Linked DNA regions of Ovis aries: region 2 is linked to region 1. Evidence: chromatin contacts called from public Hi-C data. All regions are on one chromosome and are shown on one strand. Each heading gives the region's core, a stretch centred on a gene start, on an enhancer-like site or on the middle of the called end of the contact. The rest is flanking DNA. Distances are from core to core; before and after follow the strand shown.

Region 1 (7,277 bases), core at 2,326-4,825:
GCCTCTGAAGCAAGTCGGGCAGGAGAAGGGTATGAAAACCAGAGACGGGGCGAGGCTGGCACAAAGTCCCGTGAAGGCTGAGACGGGAGGCGCGAGTCTCTCTCCTCCGTGGATCACTTGCCTGGCCGCCAGACGCTGTTCTGTTTTGTTAGAACTGGGGAGTCTGGAGGAGAGAGCACTGACCAAGTGTCTACTGCATGTCAGGCGCAATTAGAAGGCATTTCCTATCACTATTTCAACTCTAGTTTTAAAAATATTTTCCTTTTTATTTGGCTGCACTGGGTCTCAGTTGAGGCGTGTGAACTCTTAGCTGTGGCATGTGGGATCTAGTTCCCTGACCAGGGATCGAACCTGGGCCCCCTGCATCGATAGTACAGAGTCTCAGCCACTGGACCACCAGGCTAGTCCCACTATTTCAACTTTCATTAGAGCCACCCATGGGGTTAGGTGTGCAGGCCACAGTTTTCAGATGAAGAAGCTGAGAGGTGAAGAAATGGGGTTTGAACCTAGTTCTGTGCGACCACCACTACCCTGACGTTCTACATGGCCCTGCCCTCCAGAATTTCTGGTGGGAATACCGCCTTCACAAAATCCCTTGTTCTTCACACCATTAGAAACCCTCAAGGGTAGGGGAAGAAGAACATAAACAGACAAGGTGACTTTTATATTTTTGTCTACTGGGCCCTCCCCTCCCCCCATCAAATGTAGTGCTTTCTTTACAGACATTTTTCCTGTTAGCAAGTCCTTTTTCTGTCATGAAGAAAACAGCCCCATGAGCGATTCAGCACATTGGCAGCCTGGTTCCTGAAGCTGAACCGTGTGCTGCCAAAACAGTCTAACGACGAACGTAGACGTCCTTGGTAGAAACATGAGGTTTGAGGACCATGTATTCGGGGATTATTCTGTCAGGCATACACATCATCTCATTTTGTCCTCCAACAGCCCTGTGAGGTGTTATGTTCTTTTTTTTTTTTTTTTAACTTTCTTTCTCTTCTATGGAGTTGATTCAATTAGAACCAAATAGTTGTACTTTTCAATAATTGTGTGCAGGCTCAGCTGTGTCCAGCTCTACATGCACTATGATCTATCAGGCTCTCCTGGCCATGGAATTTTCTAGGGGAGAATACTGGAGTTTCCATTTCCTCCTCCAGGGCTTGTGCAGTTTTAACACCATTTGATGGGTAAAGAAACTGAGGCTTAGAGAAGTTAAATATCTTGCCTAAGGCAACACAGCTGGTAAGAGGCAGGGCCAAGATGAAAACCAGGGCCCTGGACCAAGAGTTTGTCCTCTTAGCCAACATCTTGCAGGCTCCTTTTAGAAAAGGTGCACGTGAGGGTCCCCTACTTGGTGAAACATGCCATAGTCTTTTCACTGAAGATGGTGGATATTATAAAGCATTTAAGAAGATTGTGGACATTCATTAGTTGTGGTATAGGTAAAAGGGCAAAGAAGGGCTAAACTAGGTTTCTCCAGTGTCTTTCTCAAAGTATCTCCCATCAGTATCAGAAACCACCAACCAACCAAAAAAAATACCAGGGTGGTGGTTCAAAAAATCAAATTAGAAACCAGTGGATACCCCAGTCCCTCTCCTGGAGATGGTCTTGTGTGTATCATACACTTTAGGTTCTAAGAAGTGCTGAAATAAAGGATTCCACTTAACTTTAACCTAGAGTCCTGAGGACCAATGTACATCCACTCCCTTTAAAGCATTTAACCTGTTGAAACCTGCAGAACACAGCTTAGGGAACGCCAGCTCCCTTGTCCCTTCTGTGTCTATGAACATGGACCTGGAGGACTTGTTATATGCTACCCTGAAGGCAGGATCAATGGGAACATCTAGATGAATCCCTGTTTGAGCCTTCTGATAGCAATTGGGCTTTTGCATGGGGACACCATTTGCCAGCCTTTGAGAAGCTGAGTTTCATAAAGTTGCTCTGTGAGCCAACACACTTTAAACAAGTGGGTTCATGAACTCAAGGTTAAATTATATCGTGAGAACCATTGGACAACAACAAAATCATCCATCTATTATTTCTTTTTTCTGATTGTTAGTATTTGATATTTTCACTTATATGCTTATGTGTGTTAGTTGTTCAGTTGTGTCCAACTCTTTGTGACCCCAGGGACTGTAGCCCGCCAGGCTCCTCTGTCCATGGAATTTTCCAGGCAAGGATACTGGAGTGGGTTGCATTTCCTTCTTTGGGGGATCTTCCCGACCCAGGGATCGAACCCGGGTCTCCTGCATTGCAGGCAGATGTTTTACCATCTGAGCTACTAGGGAAGCCTAGTAGTTTATATGCTTATAAACAGAAGCATATAAGAGGGTATCAGAGGATGAGATGGCTGGATGGCATCACTGATGCAATGGACATGAATGTGGGCAAACTTAATGGAGATGGTGAGTGACAGAGAGGTTTGGCATGCTATAGTCCACGGGGTCGCAAAGAGTTGGACAGGACTGGGTGACTGAACAACAAACAGAAGTACACCATTTTTGTGGTAAGCAAATTCATGAAATTCCTATGAGCAATTCCTCTCGGGATGAGTGTTAGATATGGGGTGGGCTATGAACAGACCTATGATAGTGTCAGTGTTCTGACATGCAGGGAAAAACACACTAGGCAAAGTGAAACAAAATCTTGTCTTTTCCTGAATTTCAATGACTAGTTTCAGTTTTATTTTTTTCATAGTTACCTCAAAAAATGGAATCATAGCCCTTTAGACCTGGAAAGGACTCTGGGAATCCTCTGGCCCAAACTCCTTCATAGATGAGGTTGGCGACACTTGAAAGGTTAGGTAACGGGCCCAAGCAGTTTGTCTGTGGAGGAGCTGGCCAGAGCTCAGCTCCAGCTCTGTCCAGTGTTCTTTCTCTTAAACTCTTCTCTTCTGAGATGTTCCAGTGTCATTTTAAGCACTTACTTTTTCGATCATTCACTGTAAGGACAGAACTTGTCTCAGGTGGTTTTCTCTTTTGAGTTGTAGAGGAACATACTCTTGGCTCTCCTGCCCCCTTGATAGTCCTTACCTTGCCCTTTTTCCTACCCTCTGCCTGGAACTTGCTCTCCCCCTCCCTTTCAAACACTGTTATCTATCGAAATATGTGTGCAAGGCCCAACCTGGCTGGGATTTGAAACAAGGTGACTCTTGGCTGAATGGATTTTTTTCTACAGTGCTTGAATGTGCCCAAGGATTTGGAAGGCTGAACAACTAACAATAAGTAAACTGCCATCCTTTACCCTTTCAGCAGGTCTGTGTTCCATGAATACAGGAAGAATTAAGAGTAAGGAAGCAAGAAAGGCAGAAACATCATCTGAAATACTTGCCTACCCCCTGGAAAAGTTCAAGGCTCTTGCTCATTTTATGAATTTTCCCCAAGCCACTCGTTGTCATACATCTTCATACATCTGATCAAGGAAGCATCAGAGGAAAATAAAAAGTTGGGTATCTGCGTAGAAGTCAGCGTCCTGGCTCAGATGTCGGTGGAGAATGTGATTTTTCCTCTGGTGCTGGGCGATCAGAATGGGAGCCTTCTGTGCAGGAAGCCGCCTAGCTGAAAGAGCTATTGCATCCTGGTCTATTTCCCATTCCTCGGTAGAGAGGGGCAGGCCTGTTTTCCCCATTCTAGCACTTATTCTTAGAGCCCCCTAAGTACCCAGGAGAGCCTTGTTTTTAATCAAAGGTTGAAATGGAACCTCCCCCAGGGCGCACCGATAGAGTCCCTTTGGGGCAGCGCCCCCCCACCTCCCGCCTTCCGAAGGGCAACACTGTGGTGGGGGTGGGGGCTCAGCCTTGATCCCAGAGCACCACTTGACCCTAAAGACGCCCTGCCAACCAGGTACGTGGAGGTGAACCTCTGTCCGCTTTCCACGGCGCAAACGTGGATTTGGGGAGCGGGACGGTGAGTTTGGAGCGTGGCGGGGCGTGGGAGCTAGCCAACACGGGGGGACACAGCCAACTCACTAACTGGGAGTCTCCGGGGAAGTTCGGGCGGGGTTCGTCGGCTCACGGCTTTCTTCCTCTAAAATCCATCCTGGGCAGAGCAACCTCACTTCTCACCCAAACTCGTGGAGATCAGGGATTAGGCGGGCGCAGGGTTCGGCGAGGCGGATCCGGGAAGCGCCCGGCCCAGGCAGCGAGGCCCCTCCACCGTTGGTCCGCGACCCAGGGCGCCGGCCCAACCGCTCGGCTGGGGCCGGTCCCGCGGGGCGGGGGCCGATTTTACGAAGACGGCTGCGGGGTCTCCGGGACTCCGGCCCAGCCGGGTCAGACCTCCCCTCGCGTCGCTGTGCGTCCGTCGGCGCCGCCCGTCAGCCCGCCCTCAGCCGCCCGGCGAGGCGGCGGCCTCCTTCGCCTGCGCGGGGTCCCCTGGTTAACCCCTGCCCGGCAGGCCGGCCGCTGATTGGAGGAGGCGGGGCGCCGGGGCAGCGGGGACCCCCCCACCTTCCTCGTCCCCTCCCCCTCCTCCCCCACTGTCGGCACTTCCCCCACCCCCCCAGGACCCCCCCTGCCTCCCAACCGTGCAAATCTCGCGAGGAAACACGCGGTTTCACTAGTGTGTTTACACCGATCACTACTAATCCGGACCGAACCGATCCGGATTAAGGGGCCGGAGGCGGGTCCTGGGCTCCAGCGGTTCCGACCCCCCCGCCTTCCGCGCCGCACCCGAGTGGCCCCTAGCCGAGCGGGCCCCCACCTCCCGGCCGGGCCTGGGCCCTTCTGCGCCTCCCTTGGCCTTTGTCCGGCGCCAGGAGACCGGTCCCGCGCCCCCCGCGGCCGCCCGGGCCCGGGCCCGCGTCAGGCGCCTGGCTCTGTACGCGAGCCCGGGGATCTGCGGCCTCCGAGGCCCCCCTCCCCCGCCCGCCCTCTCGTGGAGCCCAGCGCCGGCGGCGGCTGCCCGGGCGGGGGGTTGCGGCGCTCAGGAGAGGCCCCGGCTCCGCCCCGGGCCTGCCCAGGGGGAGAGCAGAGCGGTCCGCAGCCGGGTCGGGTCGGGGCCCCTCCCGGGAGGAGCGTGGAGCGGCGGCGGCGGCAGCGGCGGCGGCAGCGGCGGCGGCAGGTGAGAGGCTGAGCCCCGGGCGGGGGAGGGCGCCGGGCCTGAGGTATTAACCGTCCGGGCGACCCTCTCGGCTGAGGAGGCTGCGGCCCGGGCCCACCCGGGGGCCGGCGCCGGGCCGCAGCTCCCCGGCGCTGAAGCGGGAGGGGCTTCCCGAGGGCTGCGGGTCGCCGAGGGGCCGGGTCGAAGATGGGAGAGGCCCAGGCGGCCCCGGCCTGGGAGTGGGGCTTGCGGCCGGCGGGGAGATGGGGGCACCCGGGCAGCTGGAGGCCCCGGCAGCCTCCCGGGCGCCCCCGAGAGCTGGCCCGCCCTCCCTCCGTGACAGGTGGGCCTGGAGTTGGGGAAAGTTTGGAGCCGGCGGGAGACGAGGGGCGCCGGGACCAGGCCCCATCGGTCCTGCTTTCCGGCTGTGGGCTACAGGGAGGATCCCAGTCCAAGGCCCCGCTGGAATGAGACTGAGTGGATCTTTCCTTAACATGAGTTGACATTAAATGGAATAACCGCTGGGGCGTCATTTTCCGGGCCAGGCCTGGGGATGGAGGTTTAGGAAACGTGCCGAGAGACCCTGGGGCTTGAAGAGAGGCTGCAACTTCTGCCATTCCGGCCTCGATTAGGGCAGGGCGAGACTCGACGAAGGCCACTTAGGGAAACACTGTCTCAGTCTCTTTTTTTTTTCTTTTTCTCTTTTCTTTTCTGAGATACCTTTCTGCCCTTCTGAGAATTTCCTAATTCCCTCTCTAACCTGCACTTGTCTGTGTGGGTGAAACTTTAATTTGCCACCCTTTCATTCCTCTTTGCCCCAGGCTCTCAATCCAGGAAGGGAAATGAAACTGGAGGCTTTGTAGGGGTTGTTACTGAAAATTGTGGAGTTGTTAGATTGCAGAGGGGCATGTTTAATTCATGTTTTCAGTGAACTTTTAAATCATGCCAATCATTCCAGTAGCTATTTAGTAATATGTTCAAAGGGGTTGTAGGTAATGGTATATGTACCTTTTCTACTTTTAATATTTGGGCGGTTTCCAATGCGTTCTGCAAGAGATGATTTCTTGCAAACGATGGAGGTGTTTGCTGAGAGTAGCCTGTGCATTAATTGGTCGTGGAAGGAGTTTAAAAATGGTGTCCTCTTGCCCCTCCCTGCTTGGAAGGAGTGCTAAAAGCAGATGTCTAGAGCAACCTACTGCTCCAGGGAGTGGCAGAGAAAGATTTTGTAAAGGGGTGGTTATGGAGCCATACTAATTTCCTGAGTGGATGCAGGTTGATGGTTTTACCATGGGTTCTCTATTAAAATGAAGTAATTAATTCCTTTTTTCATGCTCCTCAGAGAAAGGAGGCGTAATACAATAGCGTTATTTTAAGTTATTAGTAGCTTCTGATTCATGCTGTATTATTTTGAAGTTATTATTAATGATTCATATTTTTAGTTTAAGAACTAGTTCCTGTGTGTTTGGGAAGGAAATATCCTTAAGTACTTACCTAAATTCAAAGGTTGATAGAAGAAATTTTCTTTTTTTGTAAGCTGGGCTTTGCTCAGCTTTTACAGAGATTATATGAAAGTTTTGAGGGTTTTTTTTGCTGTTAAAGTCAAATCAGAACTAGTTAAGAATAAGTGACCCTCAGAAGAAGACTTTTGAGCCACTTTGTAACTTTAAGTGTATTACTATTTGATATAGTGCCTTGTGGTTTATTACTTGTATGCTATATTTATTTGAGGTTTACCTGTATATGAATATTCTGCAAAATAGTTACTGTGCATTTTGTTGTATCCAAGAACTGGTTCTTCATGTTTTAGCTTTTCGGGTCTCACAACCTACTTTTTCTTTTTCAGTAGAAATGATGGAAGAATTGCATAGCTTGGACCCCCGACGGCAGGAATTATTAGAGGCCAGGTTTACTGGAGTTGGTGTTAGTAAGGTGAGTAAAATGATGATAATGAACACTGCTCATAGCCAACTTGAAACACACTTAAAAACAAAGAGCAAACTGGATGGATCATGCAGATGCATCGAAGGGGAGGAGATCTGGCTCACAGTTCCAGTGAACTTTTAAATCCTATCAGTTGTTCCACTCAAATATTTAACAGTAGTCTTGAAGGTACTCTGTATGGAAATATTAACTTCTTTTTACCCTCTAATGTGGAAGAGATTTCCCGTGGGTCTATTGCAAGGATACTAACAGGATGTGTCTCGATTCTATGCCACATTTTGTCAAAACTCCTCAGTCACTCAG
Region 2 (7,277 bases), core at 2,641-5,140, 60 kb after region 1:
TTACATTTTTCCCTGATGTTTTAACCCTTTGAAAGTACAGCTTAAAGTGGGAAGGACGCTCATATTGAGCGTCCTAAGCTGGATGGGCTTTGGCCTATGATTATCCACTTGGCAGCATGGTGCCCAGGGATTGGAAAGTCAAGATCTTAAGGTGTTCTGAGGGCAAATGTGACTTTGATGCTTCTTTTACTACCTGTTTTGTGTTCCTCATTTCCGTTAGATTTTGTCATGACAAATCCCTACTATTTTGTCAGCTTTTCAATGCTTTTAATATCTTTTTAAAAAAACATTTTGTCCTGTCTTTATAGTTGTTTTCTAAAGGAATGTTGGTACAAACATCCCAACCTGCTGTATTTCCAGAGATATTTAAAGATCTTTTAAGCCCTTGGCAAATAATTATTGAATGTATGACAGAATGATTTGTTTTAATATTGTAGCTTCAGTGATAACACTGTGCCAGGTAGTGAGATTATTGTTGTTAAGTGGTACAGGTATTCTGGAGCCTACATTTAAATTTATTGGATGGGATAAGAATGTTGTTTTTAAGGAGGTGTGGCTTTTACTCATAGATTAAAAAAAAAACTATAAATTCTTTTTTCCAGATCACTTTGATTAGTCTGTTTTACTTGTATTTTCTAAAGTGAAAATGTTAGTTTTCCCTGATAAAGGGATACATGCTGATTATGAAAGTCCAATAATTCAGAAGTGGTAAAATATAAAGTCCTTTCCACAAGAGCTATTATTAAAGAGTTTAGTGGGCATATATGTATACATGTATGTTCATATAGCAGATTCCCTCATTTCCATTGTATAAATTTATCTAGACGATAGACTTAAATATTTTGTATTCTCTAGTAATGCTGTAATGAATATCCTTGTTTGTACATCTGTGCTTATGCATTTGTTTTTTTTGGATAAATTTCCAAAGGTTAGTTCCCAAGTCAAAGAATATGCACACTTTAAAATGTCATCACATGAATGGATAAAGAAGATACGGTGTGTGTACACACATCCACTGGAATATTACTCAGCCATTAAAAAGAATGAAATGGTGCCATTTGCAGCAACACGAATGGACCTAGAGATTATCATACTAAGTGAAGCAAGCCAGACAGAGAATGGCGAATACCATATAAAATCACTTATATCGGGATCTTAAAAAATGATACAAATAAACTTATTTATAAAATAGAAATAGACCCACAGACATAGAAAACAAACTTACGGTTATACAGGGGAAAGGGTGGATGTATAGGAGTTTGAAATTAACATATTAATATATATACTACTATATATAAAATAATAGCCAACAAGGACTTACTGTATAGAACAGGCAACTGTATTCATATTTTATAATAACTTATAAAGGAAAAGAATCTGAGAAAGAAAATATGTGTTCAGTTACATAAATATAACTGAATCACTTTTCTGTATACCTGAAACTAACATAGCATTATAAATCAACTATGCATCAGTTTAAAATAAATAAAATGAAAAATCATCACATAATTGCTAGCAGGTCATCAGCAGTTTGAGAGTCCCAATTTCTTCCTATCCTTCTAATACTGAATTTTACATAATAGTCTTTGCTAGTGAGAAAAATACCTTGTTTTAAATTGCATTTCTTCATCAGTGATATTAAACATCTTTTCATATGTTTAGTGGCCTTTTGGATTTCTCTTTTAATGCTTATTCAGTTCCTTTGCCTATTTATTCAAGTATTTGCTTTGTCTTGCTGATGGGTAGGAACACATTATTTATTAAGATTGTTAGCTCATTGTCACTTATGGTGTGAATATTTTCTGCCTCTTTATAATTTGTTTTTTAACTTGTTTATGTCCACTTGCACCATTCCGAAGTCAAAAAATTAGAAGTGATCAAACTTATCAATGTTTTTCTCTTCATGACTTATTACTAGTTTTGTCTTATTCTTAGATGTTCCTATATGGTTTGTGTTTTTAATGTTATGTTTAAAAAGCCCTCACCACTAGAAAGTCATAATAGCATTTGTTTATATTTTCTTATAATTTTTATGTATACTATAAGGAAGTAATGTACTTTTCCTTTTGTCTAATATCTATGTACATATCCTATCATCTTTGTAATAAAATTCCCACTAATTAGAAATGCAATATAATCACAGATTATACATCCGTTTTATATGGGGCTCTTTCTGATTTTTCTGTGCCACTGGTTAGTCTGCTTGTTCCTTTACCAGTATTATGCTTATTTGGTTAATGTTGCTTTGTTCTTCTTGTTTAGTCACTAAGTCACGTCCAAGTCTTTGCAACCCCATTGTACTGGAGCCCACCGGGCTCTCCTATGTCCATGGGGTTTCCCAAGCAAGAATATTGGAGTGTGTTGTCATTTCCTTCTCGGGATCATCCCAAGCCAGGGTTGTCTCCTGCACTGGCAGGTAGATTCTTAAACACTGAGCCACCAGAGAGGCCAGTGTTGCTTTGCAGTAAGTTTTAATAGCTGGTCAGGTTTCCCTGGTACCCTTTATCAAAAATTACATGGCTAATTTTGATTATTTTTCCAAGTGGACCTCAGAACTAAAATGTGAAAATCCATAGAAACAATCTCCCCAAAGAGCAGAGGAGAATCTAGATGATCGATCGCTGTACTACCACAACACCTTTTCTTGCAAAAACAGAAGCAAAAATACACAAAAAGCCCTACGCACTGGCTTTTAGTGAGATTTGACATATATAAAATTTGAACTCAGGAGCATAGTGTTTTGCCATTTAACGTTGGTTGTCTTTTATGTTTGTCAGTGAGCTATAGTTTTTGTTTTACGTGTAATCTGCATATTGTTTCCTTCTAAGTATTTTACAGATAATTTTGAATCTGATTTTTTCCTGATGCTGCTTGTTCTGATTATAATCAAGTTGTTGATATATGGGGAAGTTACTGATTTTTGTGTATTTTTTTTATATTTGGCCATCTTACTAAACTCTTATTTGTTGTTTTTCAGTTGATTTGTTTGGATTCCTTTGTGAATAGTTATATCATCCAAAATTGACACTTTCTAATGTTTGATATTTTCCAGTGTTTATACCTCATATTGTTTTCCTTATCACTTTGGCTAAAAATTCTATGATAATGTTGAATGACTGTGATATTAATGTGTTAACCCCTATTTAGTTCCTAATTTTAATGAAGGTATCTCAAGTATAGCACCATTAATTACAGTTATGTTTATTTCTGAAAAAATACTCTGTTGAATTATAAATGGAATCCTGTAGTTTTTTTAAGTATTGCCCAACAATGTGCAAATCTTTTTGCATCTAAAGGAAAGAATCTTGATTCTCTGCCCTCCCACACCAACATTAATGTAGTGAATTACATTAGTAGATAGAATAATGAACTATCCTTACATTTTACATTTAATAAACCATACATAATTGTGGTATATTATTCTTTTGTTTGTATTTATTTTATATTTTGCATATGGGTATAATATGGTAATAGAATAGAATAGAGAGTGAAGTAAGTAGGGGCCAAATGCCTTAATCTTTATTAACCTAGAGGTTAGAAATAGCATTTCCTTGTAGAATTGAGGGTATAATGAAATTATTTGTTGAACTCTACAAAGTAACCTGCAGATTCAGAGTTCTGTAAATATAGAACCATTAAAATGTACTAAGATCCAGTGATAATGTTACTGTACTCTCCATATTTGTTTTCAGAGGGTTTTTTTTTTAAGTCCTTAAATCTGATAACTGTGTTTTAATCTGTTGCACGTTTTGGCAGTATCAGATATTTTCTTTGTCATGTAATTTGTGTGTGTTCTTTCATGTTTTCCAGCGGCGAGTAGAACAGCCTCTCTATGGTTTAGATGGCAGCGCTACAAAGGAGGTGTCAGAGGAGCAGTCTGCCCTGCCAACACTTATGTCAGTGATGCTGGCAAAACCTCGGCTCGACACAGAGCAGCTGGCACAGAGGGGAGCTGGCCTCTGCTTCACTTTTGTTTCAGTGAGTACTGAGGCTGCGTTTATGCACATCCTTGTTTTCCTGGAGCTGAGATGGAGTTTGAGTAAGGATTTTGGTGAGAGATGATGATTTCTAACTCTGTGTTACCTGTAAAGATGTGTGCTTGTGCTCGGCCCCGCTTGGCTCAAGGCACTGAGAGAGACTGCTTTATCAAAGTCTGAGTGTCCTGTGGGATGGAAAACACAACCTTAGGTTGACAAAGAACAGAAAATACAGATTAAATTCCATTACAAATTAAAAATAAAATCTCCAGACTCCAACCATCACTTATTTGAAGTAATAGTCAAGTTAATAAAATATTAGTGTGGGGACAGGCACGCTTACTAGTCATTTTCCCCTCTATGGTATCTGGACAGCCTGCATGCTTGCTTTCTCTCATTTCTTCAGAGTATTAGCACAGTTGCTTTTCCAAGACTATTTGGCTACCTGTTTGTTCCTTTCAGCTTACTTCTTCTTCCTTGAAGAACAGGAATTTGATTATTATAAATGTTTGACCCCATTTGTTTATTTGCCAAGTTAAAATGCAGTTTGACTTAAAAGTTGTTGCTTTTCTTGGTTTCTTTACTCTTCCAAGGACCTGTTTGTTTTCAGTGATGCAGTAAAGCAACAGAAAGCCCCATTGCCCTATCCTTCCATTTTTAGGGGCCTTCTTCAGAGCTAACAATACCTTGATCAACGTTTCTTTCTCTGTTACTGGTTCATTTTCTCTAGTAATCTGTTTCCTCCTTATTTCCTCCATGGTTTCTGAGCAAATAAATCTCTATAATCTCTGGGATTAACCCACGCATGATTGTATTAAAAAAGGCCATGAAATGGTGGGTGTCTTAAGGAAAGAAGATAAAAATAATAAAATAATTAGATAGGGATCATTGTGTATTATTTGAATCCCTTCTGCCCTTCCTTCCTTCTCTCATTCTTTCCTTCCTCAGCTTAAAACAGTACCCATGTATTACCTCACAGTTCTTTAAGTTTGGGGGTAATTTATTGCTGAGCAATAGAGAACTAATACATGTGGCTTTATCTTTAATGCCTCCTTTTTTCCTCATATTCTACATCTAATCTATCAGAAAACATACTTATATCTAGAATCTGACCATCTCTCACCATCTCCACTGCCACCATGATGGCCCAGCATCTCTTTGCTTTGGAATACCTTCTTATAGAGGAGTAATATGGTAATCACATCTGAAGAAGGAACATGGAAATATAGTATAAAAACCAAAGGCCTAGAAGCTTTGATATAGTTCTGTTTCTCTTTGCTTCTCTGCAGTTCCAACTGGGATATAAACAGGGAGATAAAAAAGGAGAAAAGCAAAAAAGTTAGCTTAACAAATGTTGGTTAATAGAGACAAGCGTTTCCTTTAAAAAAAATAAAAGGCAAAGGCTATGAACAGGCAGTTTTAACAGGGGAAAAAAAGGACAAATGTCTAAATGTGGAAAATTGGTTAACTTTAGATATAGAGAAATGCAAAATAAAATAACTTATCAAATTGACAAGGACTAGTAAACTTGGTGATTCTTGGTACAGGTAGTGGTTTAGATACACATACAGTGCTATGTGTATGTATAAATTGGTACAGTCAGTTGTACAAGTTGACAGTATATCTCAGTGTTAAGTTTACGTATCCTTGGGTCCTGAAATTCCATTCCCATGAACTACACAAAGATTATTGTATTGTTTATAAATTGCAAAAATCTGGAAGCAGTGTCCTTCCACAGTGTTTCAGAGGAACTTCTAACAAGAATACCTGTTATCTCCACGTTGCTAAGTCTGGCAATCAGTTCTCAGAACTTATTCAATATAATTCATTAGCTGCAGTTGATCAGTCCCTTCTCTAAGCACATGGTCTTTTCTTTGCTTCTGCCCTTTTGGTTCTTCTTCATTTCCTGGATCTCCAAATATTGGAGTGCCTCAGGGCTCAGTCTTCAGTCCTCTTGTATACCATCTTTCAGTAAGGAGAGTCTCGTTTAGTTTCTTACTTTCAATCATCACCTATACTCAGAAGACTTCCAAATTTACATCTGCAGCCCAGAGCCCTTCCCTGAATTCTGGACCTATGTAGTCAGTTGTCTGTGTCTAATAGGCATACCAAATTTAACACAACCGAAGCTGAATTCTTCACTTTGTTCCCCCATTCCAAACCCCATTTCTTCCACATCTCAGTAGTTATCAGCTCTCAGCTTACAATTGTTCAAAAATCCTGGAGTCATTCTAGTCTTATCTCTTTATTTTATATCCTAATTCTGAATCCATCAGCAAGTCTACTGATTTTACCTTCAAAATATATTCAGAATCCTGCCGCTTCTCCTGCCCTTAACGATGACCACTCAAATCTCGTCTCCCACTGAGATCATGGTGGCAGCCTCCTACCTGAACTGTTAGCGTCTGCCTTTGTTCTTAGCAGATCAGAGTGATCCCATTGGAGCTTAAGTCCAGGCATGCCACTCCCCTGCTCACAAGTGTTTATAATGGCACATAATGCCTTGCATGGCCTGTTTCCCACCACTTTGACATCTGTTACTACTGCCTCCCTCCCTCACCAAGTTCCATCCTCACGGGCTGCCTTTCTTCTTGAAATACTGCCTGTTGTCTCTCACCTCAGGGCCTTTATCTTAACATTCTTCCTCTAGATATCACCTTGCCTTGTCCCCTTGGTTCTCTCTAGTCTCTGCTTAAGTCTACAGCCTATTAGAAAGGCTGTATTGTATAAGATAGCACTCCTTCCTGCTCCCCCCAAACGTTATATAGCTGCTGTGCCCTAATTTTTCTTCTTAGCCTTATCACCAGCTTACCTGCTATAATTTACTTCTTTGTCTCACTCCTCACTCCCATCCTAACTCCCCTCCACCGAAATGTAAGCTGCATCAGGTCAAGGACTTAACTTTGTTCACTTGTGCACCGCCAACGCTGGAACAGGATCTGCTCTCATATACACGCAGTTTAATTATATGTTGTATGAATTAATGAAGCTATCTTTCATATAAGGACTAGTTAAATAAAATATAGTATGTATATACAATGGGATGCTCTACAGTTGACCAATGAAGTGAGATAGACTTTTATGTCGTTTGTAGACTTTTTTTGGCCATGGAATCCCTTGCATTTCCATATGATTTTTAGGATCAACTTTTCAGTTTCTGTAAACCAGACCAGATGGACTTTATAGCAGTTGTGCTGACTCTGCAGATTAATGTGGGGTAGTATTGCCCTCATTAAAAAAAGTACGTATATGTGCTGGCAATGAAAGACCGATAGATCAATACTGATAAGTAAAAATAGG

Evidence for each region. Hi-C and Micro-C count contacts between places; a contact is called where the count stands out from the background.
Region 2: a contact with region 1 is called in a Hi-C map of hypothalamus, with 1.8 times the contacts expected there. The contact joins the enhancer-like site here to the promoter of TLK2 in region 1. A contact is called at or near these places in 2 of 16 Hi-C or Micro-C datasets (hypothalamus and mixed tissues).

What each region holds. Positions count from the first base shown.
Region 1 is chr11:46,639,276-46,646,552 of ARS-UI_Ramb_v3.0, forward strand. It overlaps TLK2 (tousled like kinase 2), which reads left to right and starts at 3,576. Exons shown (of 21, transcript XM_060395760.1): 1 at 3,576-3,836; 2 at 6,877-6,962. The coding sequence starts at 6,882. It overlaps LOC105612788 (a long non-coding RNA gene), which reads right to left and starts at 4,321. Exons shown (of 2, transcript XR_006061249.1): 1 at 3,329-4,321; 2 at 2,656-2,935.
Region 2 is chr11:46,699,286-46,706,562 of ARS-UI_Ramb_v3.0, forward strand. TLK2 (tousled like kinase 2) reads left to right here. Exons shown (of 21, transcript XM_060395760.1): 6 at 3,811-3,978. Among named protein-coding and RNA genes, the nearest start is that of TLK2, 60 kb to the left of the region's middle. Within about 2 kb of position 3,891, at least 9 of the 54 cell types and tissues checked have an H3K27ac peak or open chromatin away from gene starts, as enhancers often do. A contact at or near this core is called in hypothalamus, where this site is marked.